Linked DNA regions of Mus musculus: all the other regions are linked to region 1. A link is a contact called in public Hi-C, HiCAR-type, HiChIP or PLAC-seq and promoter capture Hi-C data. All regions are on one chromosome and are shown on one strand. Each heading gives the region's core, a stretch centred on a gene start, on an enhancer-like site or on the middle of the called end of the contact. The rest is flanking DNA. Distances are from core to core; before and after follow the strand shown. Region 1 holds the start of Sesn2 (sestrin 2). Region 2 holds the start of Srrm1 (serine/arginine repetitive matrix 1). Region 3 holds the start of Eif3i (eukaryotic translation initiation factor 3, subunit I). Region 4 holds the start of Tmem50a (transmembrane protein 50A). Region 5 holds the start of Ccdc28b (coiled coil domain containing 28B). Region 6 holds the start of Maco1 (macoilin 1).

Evidence for each region. Promoter capture Hi-C pulls out the DNA fragments that hold promoters and counts their contacts. Hi-C and Micro-C count contacts between places; a contact is called where the count stands out from the background. HiCAR-type assays count read pairs that join an accessible place to other places. HiChIP or PLAC-seq counts read pairs in DNA pulled down with a chosen protein or histone mark.
Region 2: a HiCAR-type map of astrocytes shows a contact between it and region 1, with 2.7 times the contacts expected there. The contact joins the promoter of Srrm1 here to the promoter of Sesn2 in region 1. A contact is called at or near these places in 2 of 39 promoter capture datasets (maxillary cranial neural crest and pre-B cells) and 1 of 115 datasets of contacts at active chromatin or transcription factors (astrocytes).
Region 3: a contact with region 1 is called in a Hi-C map of B cells, with 6 read pairs. The contact joins the promoter of Eif3i here to the promoter of Sesn2 in region 1.
Region 4: a Hi-C map of B cells shows a contact between it and region 1, with 5 read pairs. The contact joins the promoter of Tmem50a here to the promoter of Sesn2 in region 1.
Region 5: a contact with region 1 is called in a promoter capture Hi-C map of pre-B cells, with 3 times the contacts expected there. The contact joins the promoter of Ccdc28b here to the promoter of Sesn2 in region 1. A contact is called at or near these places in 1 of 39 promoter capture datasets (pre-B cells) and 1 of 484 Hi-C or Micro-C datasets (B cells).
Region 6: a contact with region 1 is called in an H3K27ac HiChIP or PLAC-seq map of epiblast stem cells, with 7 times the contacts expected there. The contact joins the promoter of Maco1 here to the promoter of Sesn2 in region 1. A contact is called at or near these places in 1 of 39 promoter capture datasets (pre-B cells) and 1 of 115 datasets of contacts at active chromatin or transcription factors (epiblast stem cells).

What each region holds. Positions count from the first base shown.
Region 1 is chr4:132,509,054-132,512,040 of GRCm38.p6, forward strand. It overlaps Sesn2 (sestrin 2), which reads right to left and starts at 1,403. Exons shown (of 10, transcript NM_144907.1): 1 at 1,011-1,403. The coding sequence starts at 1,100.
Region 2 is chr4:135,351,724-135,354,858 of GRCm38.p6, forward strand. Srrm1 (serine/arginine repetitive matrix 1) reads right to left here and starts at 1,423. Exons shown (of 18, transcript NM_016799.4): 1 at 1,374-1,423. The coding sequence starts at 1,394.
Region 3 is chr4:129,599,334-129,602,284 of GRCm38.p6, forward strand. Eif3i (eukaryotic translation initiation factor 3, subunit I) reads right to left here and starts at 1,315. Exons shown (of 11, transcript NM_018799.2): 1 at 1,261-1,315; 2 at 1,076-1,168. The coding sequence starts at 1,263. Tmem234 (transmembrane protein 234) reads left to right here and starts at 1,347. Exons shown (of 5, transcript NM_029748.3): 1 at 1,347-1,398; 2 at 1,650-1,801; 3 at 2,862-2,928. The coding sequence starts at 1,383.
Region 4 is chr4:134,913,469-134,916,252 of GRCm38.p6, forward strand. Tmem50a (transmembrane protein 50A) reads right to left here and starts at 1,448. Exons shown (of 7, transcript NM_027935.2): 1 at 1,421-1,448.
Region 5 is chr4:129,622,402-129,625,635 of GRCm38.p6, forward strand. Ccdc28b (coiled coil domain containing 28B) reads right to left here and starts at 1,507. Exons shown (of 6, transcript NM_025455.2): 1 at 1,413-1,507; 2 at 199-386. The coding sequence starts at 362. It overlaps Gm34305 (a long non-coding RNA gene), which reads left to right and starts at 385. Exons shown (of 4, transcript XR_376684.4): 1 at 385-801; 2 at 1,233-1,352; 3 at 1,488-3,234.
Region 6 is chr4:134,851,559-134,854,763 of GRCm38.p6, forward strand. It overlaps Maco1 (macoilin 1), which reads right to left and starts at 1,787. Exons shown (of 11, transcript NM_025382.6): 1 at 1,480-1,787. The coding sequence starts at 1,559.

The DNA.
Region 1 (2,987 bases), core at 153-2,652:
ACACTGCTCTAGGCTTAGAAAATCAAAAAGGATCAGTATCTTCTGCAGTGCCAAGCATTCTCCAAAATCCTAGTCACACACAGTCCAGAGAATGAGGGCTAGGCCTCTCTCTGTCCCTTTCGGGCCTCAATTTTCTCATTCTGTAAAATGGGGTTAAAATACGTTTTGTATTTGCTGTCTTTGTCAGACAAAACCTATATCCTGGCATCTAGTAGGTGCTCCATACACGACATAGACTATGTCCACTATCGAGACTGCTGGGAGGGAGACGGGGGCTTTATACTGGCATTATACCTTGTCTCCCTGTGAAGTCTCTCTACGCTCTGAGGAGACAGCAAAACAAACTTTGAGGACCCCAGAACAATTTAATAGGAAGCAATCTATCAAGGGACCAAGGGTTATCCGCTTTCTCCCCTAGCTCTCTCAGGCTGCCGCCGCCGAGGATCAGGCCGCCAGCCAGACCCATAAAGCACTCGGACCAGTCTCCAGATCGGGGGTGCAGGTAAGGACTGAAAAAGGGAATCGACCTTCCCTGGTCAGTCCCAGGTGGTTTACTCCCTTCGCTGAGCGACAGGACCAGAAACCGATCCTAGAAAGAGCTCCCAGCCCGCCTGCCCCCACCGAGAGGAAGGGATTCTGCGGAAGGGGGCGGGGAGGAGGAGTGGTCGGGTCTCTCCGGCCGGGATTTGCCTGGACTTGAAGACGCTCGCTTTAGCAGAGAACAAACCCAAAGAGCCACGAGAAGGCGTCCCCTCTCATTGGCCAGGAGTCCGAAGGAGCCAGGGAGGGCTCCGCATCCCCCTCCCTCCCAGGGTGGTAGTGGGGAGGGTAAAGAGAGAGAGGGCAGTGGGGAGGGGAAGGGAGAGCGGAGGCTGCAGTTGATGCAACCCTAGCCCTAGCTTACGTGCTCTCAGACCCTAAGCCCGGGGGGAGCGCACCAGACTTAGACCGGGTCTGCCCGAAGCTCGGCGGTGGCTGGAGGAGAGCGGGTTCGCCCGGCTGTTGCTTACCTCTCGGGTCTCGGGGCCGGCCACACCACCCCTGGTGAACGGCAGGTAGCCCTTGATCTCGGAATGGCACTCGGAGTCCGCTACGATCATGGTGTACGCCAGGACCCGGCCGCGGCTCGTCCGCGCCTGGGACACCCGAGGGGTCTAGGTCGGGCGCGCACAGGAGGCCGGGACTAGGGGTCGCCGGGGAAGCTCGAGATCCCCGGGCTGTCTCTCGGGATTAGGAGAACCGGCGCTACGGCGATAGACACTCCTTTCAGCCCAGCTTGGAAAACTGCGGCCGGCCTCGGAGGCCTGAGATTGGCCGCGGCGCAGAGGTTTTCACGGCCCGGAGTGCCTCGGAAGTCCGCAGTGGCCAGCGCTGCTCGGGAAGCCGGCGCTCCTCACCATCCCCACCACGGAACTGCCAGCGCTCGCCCGGCTCTGTCAGCCCGCTGCGGTCCCTGGGGGAGGGCGGGGACACAAAAGTCCCACGGCGCAGCCAATCAGATGCCTGTTTCTCGGGGAGGCGGAGCCGACACCTCCCTCCGGAGCCAACCTTCCGTCCAATCAGCATCGACAAGCGCCTGGGAACTCTGGGAGCTGTAGTTGGCCTCGCACAGATGCTGCAAACTTTTGCATGAAGGCGTTAGTCAGGTCTCTGGCAATACCAGATGAGAGTGACAGCCCAAGGAGTCATTAGGGCTGCGTGATGAAACGGGACTTCACGGGGCTGGGCCAGACAGCCAGGTGTGAAATCCCTTCTGAGTAAGTTCTTCAGCTTTCCAGTTCCTGGAGGGACTGGTTAGGTCTGCAGAGAGTTCTAACCACACACATCCAGTTCTTCTAATTATAGATCAAAACCCACAAATTTGAAGCCAAGAGCCACCACCCTGTCCCCTCAGGCCCTGAGGGATCTGCACCTTCAGAAACACTAAACCAAGGAAATCACCTTATTTGTGGAGTCTCTGGAAAAGCCCTCACTGAAATACCCTTGACAATCTCAAATTTAATCTCAATCCTCATTGCTACAATTTCCCCTCTTCTGTCCTGCCTTGGGTGCCTTCACACCGCCTTCCACCCTCCAGGCACTCATGGAAACTTTGTAACTTAGGTGTTTGGCTTGATCTATTTCTCACTTCTCCCTCTGGCCACTCCTCTCTGACTCCTCTTTTTCCATCCACTCCCTAAACGTGGGTGCTCTCCTAGTTTCTGTTTTTAGCCCTCTTTTTCTCTAGACATTCACTCTCATGACTTCCCTACACTCACCTCTTCCATCCAGATCTCAGCACTTTACCCTTGATTCACCCATTCACTTCTACTCATCTCCTTCGCGGTTTTTCTTCAGGCCTCTCCCGTTTCAAGTTTCTCTTTATTCTGGTTAAGGAGTCCTAGACAGAGCTGGAGCTGATTAATCCTCTCAGTTCCTGCCTGAAATAGTCTTGAGTTTAGGCTTATGATACCAAAGGTGATCTCCTGACTTGGTCTAATGCCTTCTGTAGGGAAGGGAGTTCACCTGCATGCTCCTTAGAGCCCTAAACTCGGGCTGGACCTTTCTCTCTGTGTTTTAATACTTTCCATACTGTAACTTGTGTTGTCATATTCTGTGTATTTGTCTTATCTGAAAGTTTTTATTATAAACTTGTTGAGGGCAGTGTCTACATTTAGACTTTTTTTTTTTCTTTCTACCTTATGCCACCTGGCACAACGTGCTTCTAATAATATACCCTTGGCCACTGAATATCCCTTTGGGTTAATTCTTTTCTAAACAACTCTATATCAGATTCAGCTTTCTCCTTAAAAACATAGACTCAGCCGGGCATGGTGGCACACGCCTTTAGTCCCAGCACTTGGGAGGCAGAGGCAGGTGGATTTCTGAGTTCAAGGCCAACCTGGTCTACAGAGTGAGTTCCAGGACAGCCAGGGCTACACAGAAGCCTGTCTCAAAAAACCAAAAACAAATAAACAAACAAATGCATATACTCTGTGGGATGAGGA
Region 2 (3,135 bases), core at 173-2,672, 2.8 Mb after region 1:
CCTACAGACTACAGAGTTCCAGGATGGCCAAGGCTACACACATAAACCACTTCCTGAAAAGGCAAAACAAAAACTGAAGGGGGTGGGGGGAGAAAAAGAGACAATTGACAAGTGAAAGAAACCTTCGACTGTTTTTAAGTGTTAACTTCGGTGCCATAAGAAATGAGTACTGACTACAAAGGTTAAGTGCCTAGTTTGTAGTGCAAGTATCTGAGGTGCTGGAGATAGACCCCAGTGTCTTGTTCATACTAGGCAAGCTCTCATGAACCACATACAAGAAGCACCTTTATTATCTCCCTCCTCCTTCCCCCGCCTTCCAATTTTTTCTTTAAAAATGCACACAAACTGTAAACTATATGCTTGATTCAGAGAATGCAAAACTCTAAGCAGTGGTATGACAGAGAGCTGGTATCTGGATTTTTACCAAGCTGTCTTACAAGGTTCTACTCTGCATTACAAGAATCAGCGATTCCTAAAGGGTTTGTTGCTACTTTTAATCCCACAAGTGTACGTTCCCATACATCTAGATCTCGACCTGTAGCTACTTTCCTTCCAAAGTGGACCTAATAAACTGCCTTACTGTGTGGGATCTATGTACCACCTCCAAGGTAACGTCCCCTGCCTGGACATGGGCCGCTGGGAAAGGGTGCTAGCGAAGAGCGGGAAGCGCGACGGAGTCACAACCGTAATCTGTCTCCACCCTCGCACACACCGTTCACTCCAAAAGCCTCCGATTCAAATGTTCCAACTACAAATTATCTAAGCTCCCCTCCCCGAAGAGCTATCAAATTGGGCGGGAGCGCTCACGAACTCTGACCCTGCGCCGCCGGGAAAGCTTAAGACCCAGAGGGTGGACGCTGTACGTCGGGGTTTGGGGGGGGGGCACCCATTTTCTCCAAAGCTGCCACTAAAAAAAAAAAATAATAAGGCCCCTTTCCTCAAACACCTCTCAGGACGGAGCCCCAAACCATACAACCGGTACCCCGCAGCCGCCCCGGGCTTCCCACCGGCCTCCCCCTAAAGACTTCCTCCTTGAGGCTCCGCTAGGCCCCGAGCCCGGGCGGCCGGCGCGGCGCCCGGCCTACAGGGCCTCGCCAGGCGGCCGGTGAGGTTCGGCTCCAGCCCATTCCCGCCGCCATTTTCCGGCCACCGCCACCGCCGCGTAGGGGGGGACGATCCCGGAGGAGGAGACTGCGCAGGGGCGCACCGGTCTCGGCCGCAACGCCGAGGCCGGGGGACGCTGCCCACGAACCCCCTCGGGGTCTCTAAGGCCTTCCTCCGCGGGCCGTCCTGTCCGGGATTTTGAGCGCCTCCCCCTCGGGTCTTACAAACAAGCCTCTCGCCTCTCCCCGGATCCCCGCGCTCGGACTTACGCGGAAGAATCCCGCGTCCATCTTGCCGCCTCGCTCGGAGATCGCTCCCTATCCCAGCGTGCACCGCGCCGCCGCGACGGAGGGCGGGACCGGCAGAAGGGAGCCCAGCGCCGGGAGGCTGCGCGCGCCGCTACACCCGCCCCGCTCCGGCGGGCCTGCGGCTGCGCCTGCTCAGTGCGCCACGAGAACGACGCGCATGCGCAAGCGCACCAGGGCGGCAGCCTTTCGCTAGGAGGGGAGGCGAGCTGGGCGACTGGAACCAATGGAAAGAGGAGGGAGAATCTTTGGGTCGCCCAACCCTACCGATCTTTTTTTTTTTTTTTTTTTTGTGGCGCATGATCAGCGGTGTTCGCGCGACTTGAGTTGATCCTTCCTTTGATCCGTAGTGGGAGGATGTGGGGAGTTGAAGGGAGATGGGGGGCGGGGGGGAAGCCTCAGTCCTGGGGTGCATGGGTAGTCATAAAAGAGAATGCTTGCTTAGGGGCGGCCCGATACGCCAGTTGTTGTCATTGTGAAAGTTGAGCTAGGAGTGGGTTTTGGGAGGTTGCCGGCGGGGTTGAGCCTGCAGCGTCAGCTCGTATGAAGCCCGCGTGTTCGCCGGATGTGCGTCGCATCTGGCTTGTTCTTGAGGTGTCCATTGGATACCTTTCTGTGCTTCTGCTGCGAAACCACGCCGAAGGGCAGGAAGTGGAAGAGGGCCAAAACCGGCCCTTTAATGTGCTCACCAAGCGCTTTCTCTCCAGAAAAGTTTCTCTGGGGCCACTTTGTAACATTCCATCTTTCACAGACACGCGCACCTCTAATGCTTTTTCATGGAAAAGTCGGGAAGTGGGCATGTCTGCCCTAGGAGTGCTAGTGTAGAAACCCGAATGTCTCCAGGCATTTTTTTTTTTTTTCTTTTCCTGGCTTTCCTACTTAAAGGGGGTTGACTTTCCCATTTGAACGCCCACAGACCAGATATGACTAGGTTCGTCTCGTCCATCAAAATCATCAAATGAATCGAAATAGCAGGGAAATCAGAGAGGCTGTCTTTGAGCCTTCTCTGTCTCTGTAGATGGCAGTAGCTTTCCTTTTGTTTAGGACAATCTTGCTGTTGAGAGTCCTCTTTCCTGCACACCCCACTCCCAAGCCCTCAGGAAACACACATGCCACTATGATGGAGGCCCAAGGTCCCTTATCTGAGTTGAACTCCTGCACTAGTTCTGTCACAGATAGCCCTGTTCCTGACCTTGCCACCCAGCATCCATTCTGAAGGAGGCCCGGATGCTGAACGATGCTGTTGAAAACCCTAGGTATCTCTGTGAGTTCAAGGCCAGTCTGGTCTACAGAGTGAGTTCCAGGACAGCCAAGGCTACATAAAGAAACCCCATTAAGTACAAAGAAAGGACGTTAAAGAAAGAAAGAAAACCATGGGCACTTGTCTGCTGAAAAGTCTCCAGTGGTTCCTCACATTTTTTTTCCCCTCCAAAAGTCAAAATTGCCCTTTCCTTGATCCCTTGTGCCTCAACCTCACTCCCTGAATTTCCTGCTGCCCAAGGTTTGTACCGGTCTCTGAGCTTCATGAAACCTCTGACTGAGATAGGCAACAGCAAGGTTACTTGGTAATCCTCAAATTCTACTCAAGTGTCCCCCAGGAAAAAGGCTCACGCACCCTCCACCCCCAGCTTTTATCACCTGAATTTAGGGGGTTTTGTTGTTGTTATGTTTTGTTTTGTTTTTTCACTTATCCTCAACCTTTGTTTCTCACAATGAATTGTGCCCT
Region 3 (2,951 bases), core at 65-2,564, 2.9 Mb before region 1:
TCCGGATGACAGTAAGGATGTATGGGCTCCACTGCTTTGTCACTAGCTCACTGTGTGATCTTAAATACAGAGCTCCCTTCCTTTAAATGGCTAGGAGAGCTGAAGAGAAGGCTCAGAGCTTAAAGAGCACTGGCTGCTCCTCCAGATGACTTGGGTTTGATTCCCAACACCCACATGATGGCTTACAACAATCTGTATCTGCAGTTCCAGGAGATTTGATATCCTCTTCTGGCCTTCACAGGCACCAGGCACTCACATGCTATGTAGACATACAATGCAGCAAAGCACCCATACACATAAAATAAACAAAATCATTACACACACATACATTAAAAAAAAAAAATGACTGGGAGGGGCTGTGTGTGGTAGCACACACTTGTATTCCCAAGACCAGGAGGCTGAGGCAGGAGGATGGAGAGGTGTGCTGGCCACCATGGACAGATACCCCACTCTTGTCAACAGCTTTCTTCAAAGGGCAGCTGTGAAGCTCCAATGAAACCATGTCTATGAAACTTAAAATAAGTGACTTACATGCATCGGGTACAGTGCAAAACGATTTACAGAAATGACCTCACTCTGCTGAGGGAGCTAATTAAAGTCTCCATGTTTTATTAAAAGGGAAAACTGTGGTTTATAGAAAAGGTAAATGTCATGTTCAAAGTCACACTGCTTAGTAGGAGCAGGAGTTAGGGCTCAGATCTCAAGCTCCGACTTAACTCTCCACTGTTAACTATCAGTTTATTGCCTCCAATGCAAATGCCTCAAAAGACAATCCCCAAAGGAAACAAAGTGGGATTGAACAGACCACTTGATTCTGTCCTGTCCTGTCCCTGGGCTCCCTTCCAGTCTCCTGATTCTCTTCTCCCTGGCTAGGTACCCTTCCCTTCCAGATTTCCCTGGCGGAATGCTGTCGCCAACCTACCGCGGTATGGGGTTGGTTTTCCCTACTTATCAGAAAAATTTCCCTCCCGCAGGCAGTAAACCTTGTCCACCCGCAGTCCGGGCGGCGCGAACTCGCCCCCTCCGGGCCCCCCGCCCCGGACCCCCGGCCGCCCGCCCTCACGCAGTCGCTCACAGGGTCTTTGGCCACGGTGAAGAGAAGGTCTCCTTCGCGGTTATACTTGATCTGCGTGATGGACCGCTCATGGCCCTGCAGCAGGATGGGTTTCTGTGGGGACAGAACCGGGGTGTCAGTGCCGGGAACCCCGTCCCATGCCTACTGAGGCCCCCCGACGGCAGCACGCCGCGCCTGGAACTCACCATCCTGGCGGTGACGCGAGGAGAGAGGCAATGTGAGTGGGACCGGAAAAAGACTAGGGACGACTTCCGGATGCGGGGGCTCCGCCCTCTCGCTCCCGGAAGTAGAAGGGCCTGGCGTTTTCATGGCGGCGTCCTGGGGTGGGTAGCCGGGCCCCCCACCTCCGCGGGCTCCGACTCTGGCTCGGGAGCTCTGTTCTCAGTCTCCTGGCATCCCCGAGCCTCAGGAATGCTGAGCCACGCACCCTGGTCTCACTTCGGCCGCCCTCTGGGCGGGTCCTCCCGACCGATCACAGCCCGGCGGGAAGAGGGAGGGAGGGAGATGGAGCCGGGCAGCAGGGTGCAGGAGGCCGGAGGAGGACCCGGGTGACTTTCTGACCCTTTGCTTTCAGGGCAGGTGCTTGCTCTGGTGCTGGTGGCCGCACTGTGGGGTGGCACGCAGCCGCTGCTGAAGCGAGCCTCCTCCGGCCTGGAGCAAGTGCGTGAGCGGACGTGGGCCTGGCAGCTGTTGCAGGAGATAAAGGCTCTCTTCGGGAATACTGAGGTGCGTCTAGCTCTCACGGACGAGCCCCTGAAAATTTCACCATAGGTCGGCCGTATTCCCAGCCCATCTCTTACTCACTAGAAGTTCCTGGAAGAGTCATTTATCCTCTGTGAGTCTGTTTCGTCAAAAAAATGGAAAATTTAATGATAACCCTTGTATAGGGCTGATATAAGAACTCAAGTAAGACACATAAAACACTTAGCATTGGGCCTAGTACAGGGTACATGTTCAATCAATGACTATTTTTGCTTATTGTTTGTTTTTGGAGACAGGGTTTCTCTGTGTATCCCTGGCTACCCTGAACTCACTAGCCTCGAATTCAGAGATCAGCCTGCATCTGACTCCTGAGTGCTGGGATTAAAGGCGCCACCACTGCCAGGCTCCAGGACTACTCTTAAGGTCATCATCACCAAGTTGAGCTTTCTTTCGGCTCAACTTGCCCTGGGGTAGAACATAAGGAAAGCTATCGAGAACTGCCCATGGCTGCCTATGTAAGCTAGCTAGATATGCCCTACTCTGAGGGTTAGGGGGAAGGAGAGAGGTACTATATTTATAGTACTGTGTGAATTCTGTACAGAGAGATGAAGCTGGAGGACATGGAGTGGGCTACTTAGAAGGGGTAACACTGTCACTCAAGGCCTTATACCAGCAGGGACGATGGGAACTGGCCATGACGAGGGAGAGGGCATTTAAGGCAATAGAGTACATTGAATGCGTTTCTCTGTTTGCTCTAAGGGGTCTTCAAACACATGAGCGGTCCCTGAGCATTTGTAACCATGCCAACCCCCGTGGGAAGGTGCAAGCCAGAACAGGGACTCTCGAACTGGGTAACAACTGGCAAGGGGTCTGACACCAGATATCCTGCATATCAGATACTTACGTGACAGTCCATAACTGTAGTAAAATTACAGTTGTGAAGTGGCAATGAAAATAATTTTATGGTTGGGGGGTCCCCACAACATGAGGAACTGGATTAAAGGGTCGCAGCATTAGGAAGGTTGAGAACTGGGAAAGCCGTTGCACACGCAGGCAGCCCCTGACAGGTCTCTCCTCTTTCTAGTACCTGATGCCCTTTCTCCTCAATCAGAGTGGATCCCTTCTCTACTACTTGACTTTGGCATCAACAGGTGGGTCTCTGGCTCGGGTCTTC
Region 4 (2,784 bases), core at 198-2,697, 2.4 Mb after region 1:
ACAGGAGGACTGGGCTCAGTCAGAGGGCCAGCCAGAGCTACACAGTGAGTTTCAGGCCAGTCTGTCCTAAAAAGACTAAACAAGGGGCTGATGACATGGCTCTGCAGTTAAGAGCACTGACTGCTCTTTCAGAGGTCCCAGCAACCACATGGTGGTTCATAACCATCTATAGGGGGATCTGGCGCCCTCTTCTGGCCTGCGGATGTACAGGCAGCACAGCACTCATAAATAAATACAAATTAAGACAAGAAAACAAAACAAAATCAGGATGGTCTTAGCATATTTACATAATATGAATGAAGGTGATTACCTTAACCTTAAACAAAAATGTACTGTCACAAAAATGACATCTCCTCAAAGATGTCACATTTTATTATTTCAAGTCCACTAGTTCTTTAAGTGAGGGCAATGATGCTTAGCCCTCCACAGCTGCTTTCTAAACCTTAAGCTCCCTACTAAAGGTTCCTATTTGATTTTAATAATAAGGACATGATAGACTTTGGTTTTAAGGTAAAAATGTAAACTTGGATGGAAAATACTTCCTCTAGGAATCTGCACATTTTATCCTACATCTGTGTCTTTCATGCCCAGATTAAGAAGAGAACGGCTCAACTTCGGGCTTTATTTCTATTTCGTTTTTTCTCCACTATTTGTCCCTTCACCAAGCCTGCCTTCGGATGTCATTACTTTGTAAAGGGCACTCATCTTACTATCCCTAACTCTGCTACTGATGCTGTTTGTACATTCCCCACAAAAAAGGGCAGGCCTGAAACGAATTCAGACTTAAATAAAGAACGTGCAGTCAAATTACCACGGTCAGCCGAAATTGTCTTAAATCCCATAAAACCCTCCTCCTTCAAGTTCAGCTGTGCAGACCCAGCCGGAGAAACGTAACTCATCTTAATTTCACAGATAAAACCTGAATTAAATACAACTCGCTCACAGTGAACACCCCAGATCTCACATGACTCCCTAAGGAAGGCGATTTCAGTTTTAGCCGCCTCTAAACAAGCTAAAGGGAAAAACTGATAGACTTTTGTGATGAGTTCGGGTCTGAAAATACACTCGTTTTTATCTAATGATTGGAAAGAAAAGCAACCCACTATGTGTAATTGTCGGTTCCCCCAATGGCCCACCCGAGTCCATTTTTCGTTGCACAATTCTTTGACATTTTCAAAGGCAGACCCGCCCTGCAGACTGGAGGAACAGGGCGCGGTTACGCGTGGGCCGAACCCCGACGCGCCACCGTCGGATGAGCGTGCCCAGCTCCACAGTTCTGGGGAAGAGTCCCCGCCACAGGAAGCGGCCCCGCAGGTCGCGGGATCTCAGCCCCGGCGGCGGCGGCGTCCAGGAGCTGGGGCACGGCCACTGCCGCGAGTTCGAGCCCGGCCCGCTGCTCCGCCCTCCCGTCCGCACTCACGTCCAAGTCCGGAGTTGGGAGTCGCGGCGCGTTTGGTAGCCTCGGTTTACTCCAGTTCTGCAAGAAAACAAAACAGCCACAGGCAATCAGACTCCCGGATGTCGATGTGCCGGTCCGCCCCCGAGTCAGTGCGCATGCGGATCGAGAGCGAAGGGCGGATCCCTGGGGTGCAGCCTATGGGCCACGCCCACCGCGCCGACAAGTCTGTGGGTTACCCGGACTCCCTTGTCACTGTGAGAAATGCTAGAGTGGAGCCTGTCTTCTGGGATGGGACCAAGGAAGGGAGGCAACAGTCCACCTGTACTGTTTGGTTTTGTTGTTGTTGTTACACTTTTTAAAATGTATTCTTCTTGTCATTGTGTAGAGATCAGACAGATCACCCACCCTCCAAGAGTGGTCCTTCTTTTCCTTTCGTCATATGGGTCCCAGGAATCAAACTCAGGTTATTTGACTTAGCAGCAAGTACCTGCTTTACCTGCTGAGCCATTTTTCCGGCCCGATGGTGACTTTAAGAGGGCTGGCATGGCCCTGCTGTCATCTCATGTTCACGTGGGTGGCAGGTAGTCAGGAGCCTGTGGCACAGAAGGTGGTTGGGTGGCTCACTGCCTTGCAGGAGGGATCATCTCTCCGGTCCCCAGCATGAAATCTATGTAGCTTTTGTTGAGAGGGGGAATTAGCTGATTAGTATTTGAAACTATACAATACCCCCTCCACACAACCCCCCTTCCCTCCTCCCCCGCCCCCCCGACTGTGCCTGAACCCAGGGCTCTACCACTCAGTCCAGGTTCTAGACCCATAACCTATTTAACTTTTACATGTTTTACATGATGAGTATTTTGCTTGCATGCACATCTGTGCGCCACTGTGCACTGTGCTGGCAGAGGCCAGAAGAGGTGCCTGGAACTGGAATTACAGCTGTTGTGAGCTACCGTGTGGGTGTAGAGAACTGAACCTGGGTCGTCGAGAGAACAGCCTGCACTCTGAATCATCGCGTCATCTTTCCAGCAACTCCAGGACCTATTTTTAAATGGACACATTTCTTAGCCCTAGAGATTAAAGGTTTATTGTGACTGGCTAAAGACTGGTTAATGTCTCAAGGTCAGGCAGTGCTCCCCCAGCCCTGTGTGTGTGTGTGTGTGTGTGTGTGTGTGTGTGTGAGCGCGCGTGTGTGCACATGTGTGTGCATGTAGGCATTTATTTCTTTAGTTGCTATTCTGGACCTCCCCATGCTAAGTTGACATTCTACCTCTGACCTCTGAGCCATCTCTCCAGGTCTTTTGCTTTTGTTTTTGTTTTTTCCCAACATGGTTTCTCTGTGTAGCCTTAGTTTTCCTGAAATTTGTTCTCTAGGCCAGGCTGGCTGG
Region 5 (3,234 bases), core at 257-2,756, 2.9 Mb before region 1:
CACTCACTCACTCCCTCCTCAGAGCTAGAGCCAGTGGTCTCTATGTACCTGAGGACACGTCGGGTCTACATCCCCAGTGAATGGGTAAGGCATTGGCTGCTGTTCAGCAGCGATGTCGATGTCTGCAGGTCCTCCTTACACAGTGCTCGGCTCACACCTGGGAGTCTCCAGTCTGGCCAAGAGCCCCTCCCTACTCACCTCTTGAACTTGGCTCGCTGCTTGGGTGATGGCAAATGAGGGAGTCCCAGAGCCAAGGAGCCACTGTGGCTGGTGGGCACAGGGACTCTGCGCAGTGTGCCTGGGGCCTGTGCTGGTTGGGTCAGGCAGGGCTTAGGACTCCGTTTCTTCTTTTTGTCTTCCATTGGGTGGTGTGTTGGACCTCAGGTCTGGGAAGGAAGGGGGCAAAATCATCCCTTCACTCAGCACCCTCTTTCGTCTGAGAGGAAGGGTCTTCAGATGTATCTTTGTCCATCAGTCAGGAGCTCTGTCCTCTTGTCTGTACAGGGTCATATGCCAGCCTGCTGCTGGACTGTAGCTATGCATCTGAAGGACCTCCCAAGGCCAGCAAAGCCCTTTTCTTCCTGACAGCCCCATCTGCCTGCTGGAGAGGGCTGGCCCAGACCAGGGTCATCTTGCTGTTTTCCTGTCACTACAGCCCAGAGCCTGGGGCTGTAGAGGAAGATGCTCAGGAGACAGGGTGGATGTGACTAGGGGAGCAAGCTGAGGATCAGGAGGCCATTTGCTAGGCAACGGTCTGTATATGGCAGCGGATACTGACTAACTGCATGAGGTGCAACCAAGGTAAGGCAGGGACACCTGGAAATACCCTGGTGTCAATCATATGGACCAGGAATAGCCGGCTCATCACTGGCCTCTCTTCCACTTCACTTCAACTACACATGCCAGGGCTGCCCAGAAGTTCCCAGGACAGCTTCTAGTCTCTTCTTTTTCTAGTTAGAAAGTCTTTAGGGGCTAGACCTCCAACAATGTAACTCTGACTTGATTAGCTTAGCTTGACTCCCCTACAGCCCCATCACCTAGGTATCTGGTCTGCTGAGGTCCTCTCCAGGGGAGGTCTCAGCTCCCTCACTTTACTTCCGAGAGGGCGATGGTCAAATCGGAACATTAAGCGTTTAAGCTGGCATGGAACAGCTGGGTGGCATCAGTGGGGCTCGGGGGTGGGGTGGGGGGTGGTGGTGGTGGGAGACAGAACTCTTTTTCTCTCCATGTAGCAGCAGTGTGACCCAGTAAGAGACCTGATGGAAGCGGCAGCCAGAGCGACTGTGATCCGCCTGAGATGTGCCTAAGGAAAGATTCAGTTCTCAATTCGGGCTTCAAAAAACAAGCATCAGGTGCGGCACCCCGCCCCCATCCTCCTCACTCCCTTCTCGCCCCCTTGGGGTTCTACTGACCTGGAAGTTTGGGGTCTGGAGTGTGAAACAGTGCTTCTTTGCAATCTCCCTTCACCCTGCTTTCTCTCTCCTCAGGGGAACTGGAGCTGGAGGGAGCTAAGCTGGCTGGAGATGATTTGCATTTAAAGAGAAAGTAGCCCTCTTTGGATTCCCTGGGAGCGGAGCCGGAGGAGAGTACTTCCGTCGATTTAACAGTTCCCCTTCCCTACCTCCCACAAGAACTAAAGGAGCACTGTTAGTTACGGGATATGGATTTAAAATCATTTCCTTTTCTTGTCACGTTTGGAGGGGATCCCTTACAAAATGGTGGTGGCTTTGTTTGCAGCAGGGGTGGTAGGGAAATGATGGGGCTAAATGAATGTGTGGGCAGAGGCAATATATAAGTATACGGGAAAATGAGGGGCGGACACCAGAAGGAACAAAGACAATCAGTACCCAGCACCCTGTTAAGCCTTTTATGTACATTCAATCCTGAGACATAACTGTTATCCCGATTTTACGGAAAATAATCAATTGTCACTCATTCCTGGGCACGGTCGCTGTCCTGTGACATCCAGATACTCCTAGCCTGTAAGCGCTGAAGAACTGACAGGGCCTCTCCCCACCTCCGAACCAGAGCAAATAGGATCCCAAGCAGGCTGGCAGGAGGTGGGGCGTGAGAGCTCCGGAAGGAGGCTGGCCCAGAACTGTTGGCGGTTGTGCTGCTGGAGGAGGGAGGTCCCACCAATGAGGCTATTTGAAGATCTGGCAGAGGAGTCTGGTTCAGATCTCCAGAACAGCATCCGATGCCACAGGAGAGGGTGTCAGGCTGCCCAGCAGGCTCAAATTAAAGCGACCTAGGCAACAAAGCATCCATCTTCCCTTTTCCTTTAGCAACAACAGTAGGTTTCCCTGGCTGTGGGCACCCAGAGGTGTTGCTTCTGGGATCTTTTCCAGGTGCTGTTAACATGCAAACTGCTCTAGGAAGCAACTCTAATCCAAGACTTCTAAACAACCAAGAACCGGAGGGAGGGGAGCACGCTGGAAGGTCCCTTTCCTCTCAGAATTGCTGCTGGAGCAGGGTGCCAGCTTCGTTCATCAAAGTGACAGTGGGCCCAGGAGCACCCGGGGTTGCCACCTTCAGCTGCTTCCCTGAGGAGCCAGAAGCTTTTGCGGAGCCACTTGCGCTTGCAAGCTCCTGATGCGGAGGCAGGAAAGGAATCCTCTCCACCCCTACTGGAGGACTTTTAGAATCAATTTGTCTACCGCTTCTGGCTAGAAGGAATCAAGGGACAGCCCCTATAAAGCTGAGCAGTTCCATCTTTTCTGCCCAACCAACCCAGAGACCTGGTGCTGGCTGAGGCCACCTACAGTGTCCCTTAGAGGAAACCAGCTGAATTAGGGAACTACTAAGGCCGCGCGCATGCGCATTTCCCCAGGAGGGCGAGAGCACAGACCCAGTAGCTTCCTACCCCTTACTCAGCTGTGTGAACACCTTCCTTCAATAGGTCCTCAAGGCCCTCTGGGTCTGCTCTGAACTCCTAAGGAACACCTAAACACAAACCTCATCTCTCCCCTCACCCTCCTGGGCACCTGTCTCACTAGTCTGCTTCTGCCTTTGGGTTAAAGGCATGTTCTCCCACACTAGGTTCAACTGAGTATTGGATGAGGTCATGACTTGTCTGTCCTTCTCAGGACTTCTGCTTTAAAGCTTTGTTTCCTCTCAGTAGCTACGTTTTTTTTTAAAAATTACATGTATTATATGAGCACCAGTGCATGAGTGGCGGTGGGTGTCAAGCTGTATATATGGAGAACAAAAGGCAACTTGAAGGAGCAGATCCTC
Region 6 (3,205 bases), core at 537-3,036, 2.3 Mb after region 1:
CTCATCTTCTGTGACTGTGAATAGAAATTCAAATACCACAGGGTCCTAACCTGCCAACTTTAACACACTTTTTCTATTTTCTATTCTTGCGCTGCTATTAATGGGAAGTTCTTCTAATGTTTTCAATGGCTAAGGAAAAAAGCCTTCCTTCATTCAAGAATTTATAGTACGCAGGCTTGCCTCCACCCATTCAATCTGCCAGAAAATTTTGGGTTTGCTTTTTCAGTTTTACTTATTGTCACATCTGATTCAACAACCATGTTCATCGGTTTTGCTAACAGCTGTGTCCTGACTGACTCCAACACTGTTGAGCAAATAGTATTCACGTTTGTTGAATGAATGGATGCGATCCGTGGCTCCTTACGTATCATCTAGCCTAGGATTTTGACTTCTTACTCCTTTTAAACTTGAAGAATCCCCCTTCATGGTTAGGTAAGTCACCTGCCTGTGGAGGGCAGCCACTTCACACGTGTAAACAACCGCATGTGTAAGGTGTACAGCTATGCTACAACTTGGATGTCATCAGCTACCGCCTGTATTTTTCTCCAAGATTCACAGCAAGACCTAAACCGTAAGGCGCCAAGAGGACTCAAGTAAAGCCTTCAACCGCATGCTGAGCACTCTCTGTCGTAAACTAATTACTTCGCCTCGGAAATAGGCATTTCCAGAAAATAACCTCCGCACACAAATTGGGCTTGGGGAAGCTGTGACAGTCACCGAAATGCCCCATGAACCTGTTGTCCTTCTGTCCAGGAGAAGTGGATTCAATTTCTATTTAAAGGGACACCACTTTCCTTCATGAACAGAGGATTTAAAAAAAAAAAAAAAATCCCCAAACCTGAGTTGGGCGAGAATCCCTGCAAAATATCTGCTTGCAATTGTCAGAATGTTTGCTGAGGAACTGAGAAAAGCCGCGGTCTGGAGCGGTGTCACCGGCACGATCTGGGGGTATCAGCCTTGGGCGCTCCGAGCCAAGGTGGGGACCCCGTGAGGCAGCAGAGCGCAGAAGAGTAGCCGGCGTGGCCCCGCCCCGAGCCCGAGGGTCCCGCGCCCCTGGCAGCTCCTAACTTTGGCGGCTCGCTCGCCCGGCCGCACGCGTCCACGAGCCTCGGGCAGCCAACCCCCGAGCCCAGCGTGACCCGGGCTCGGTAGGGGACCGAGCGCACAGCCTGCTGGGGACCCCCGGGCTTCTGGGCTCCGGGCCGCGGGGGTGCCGCCCCTCCCCCCGACACACCACCGCCAACGGCGGCCCCGTGGCTCCCGCCCGCGCCCGCCGCGCCCTCCGCCTGGCCCTCGCCACACCCCGTGGCCCGGGGCGGACCCTCGGCTGGCTGGCTGGCCCGGCGCTCCGCGGGCGGCGCGCCTCAGGAGAGCCCCCGGCGCGGGCATGCGGCCTAGTCGGGGGGTTACATAACGGGGCCGGGCCCCTTCCGAGCGGCGCCCGGGACCCGCTGGCCCACGCCCGGCACCGCCGCTCACCTGCCGTAGATACCCTCGGTGATCCGGTTCCGCTTCAGGGGGCGGCGGAGCTTACTGCAGTCGGCGTTCCGCCGCTTCATCCTCCCGCTGGGGGGCCGGTGCCCGAGCCGCGCCGCCGCCGCCGCCTCTCACCTCAGCCGCCGTCGCCCGCCCGCCCCGCGTCGGGCCTGAATCCTACCCCTGCGGCCGGTCACACAGACATGGAGCCAGCACCGGGGGGGAGGGGGCCAGGAGGGGGGCGCCGAGCCTCCTCCGCCTTCGGAAACAAAGAAATGACAATTCCGGGGCCCGCCCGCCCCGCACCAGCCAGCCGCCCGCCCCGCCTCCTTTGCCGCGACGGACGGCCCGCATAGCCAATCGAAGGCGCCGCCGCGCCGCGCACGGCCAATCCCGGTGCCCGCTGAGGCAACACGGACCCTTAAGCCCGCCTTTTTGAAGGACAGAAGGACACACCAATCAGGATAAGGCCTAGACGCGTGGCCGGGCCTATCAGAAAAGAGTTAAATAGAGGCTTATAAATAGGCCCTATAAATATAACATCCTATATTATGCCTTGTTGCGAAGGTACGCTTCGCGGTTATTGGGCTGCGTCTCGCCGTGGGGAGGCCCACGTCGGCGTACACCGTGTGGCGCGGCGCCGCGGGCTCCCGCCTGGCGTGTGAGAACCGAACGGCGTGGTGCGCTGCGTGTGGGGACCTTGCGCTGACATGTGCTTCAGTCAGCCGCGTCCTTATGTAAGAGGGCGTCCCGGGAGCGCCGCCGCGGCCCCTTCTGCGGGCAGCCGAGCACGCAGCCATACCGGCCGCGTCAGCCGGGCCACGAATGACAAAGCAAACCACACACACATACACACACACTCACACACACCCTGCCAGCTTCCCGCGACGTGGTGACAGCGCGCCGACCAATCGGAGGTGGTGGGGCGGGGCCTGTGCGGGTCCGCCCCTGGTTCGCGTCACCAGAGAGGGGCGGCCCCTCGGGTGCGCGCGACGCCGCGCGGGGCTGCCGGGGGCGTGTGCGGCGGCGTGGCCGGGCTCCACGTCCGCAGGTTTGCGCAGGCTGAGGGTTCCGCGGGCTCCTCCCCGGCCTCAGAGGCTGCGTGAGGCGGTCGTTTGCTCTTTCCGCCCACTAGCTCTGTAGCTTACCGGTGAGGGCGGAACGGCAAAAAGACAAGTGAGATGCTCAGCGGGGAAACGCGTTTGCTGCCAAGTCTGAGGACCGAGTTCGAACCCGGGAATCCACGTGGTGGGCGGATAGAAGGAACTCCTACAAGTTGCCGCCTGACCTCCCACACGCACGCCCACACAAACACAGTTCCTAAATAAGTTTGGTTTTGGTTTTTAAGCGGCAAAGACTACCGGGCGTTGTTGGTGGCGCACCACTTTGATCCCAGCACTGCAGAGGCATGTGGATCGCTGAGCTCGAGGCCAGCTTGGTCTACGAAGTGAAGACCGCCAAGGCTGTAACATGTACCAACAATTTATATAAACAAACAAATAATAAATAAATAAATAAATAAATAAATAGCAAAACCGGGGAAGTGTGGGAAAGTAGCCATAGGAAGCAAATCACTGGTGGCTCCTGACTACTGGCAGAAGCATTTTAGTGTATGTCTTACACAATTTTCTTGCTTAGTTGTTATTATTTCTATAAAATAGAATCGAGCACATAGTAGACATTTGGTTTCATATCAGAGTCTTCGTTTTACGTGTTGTTACAACCTTTT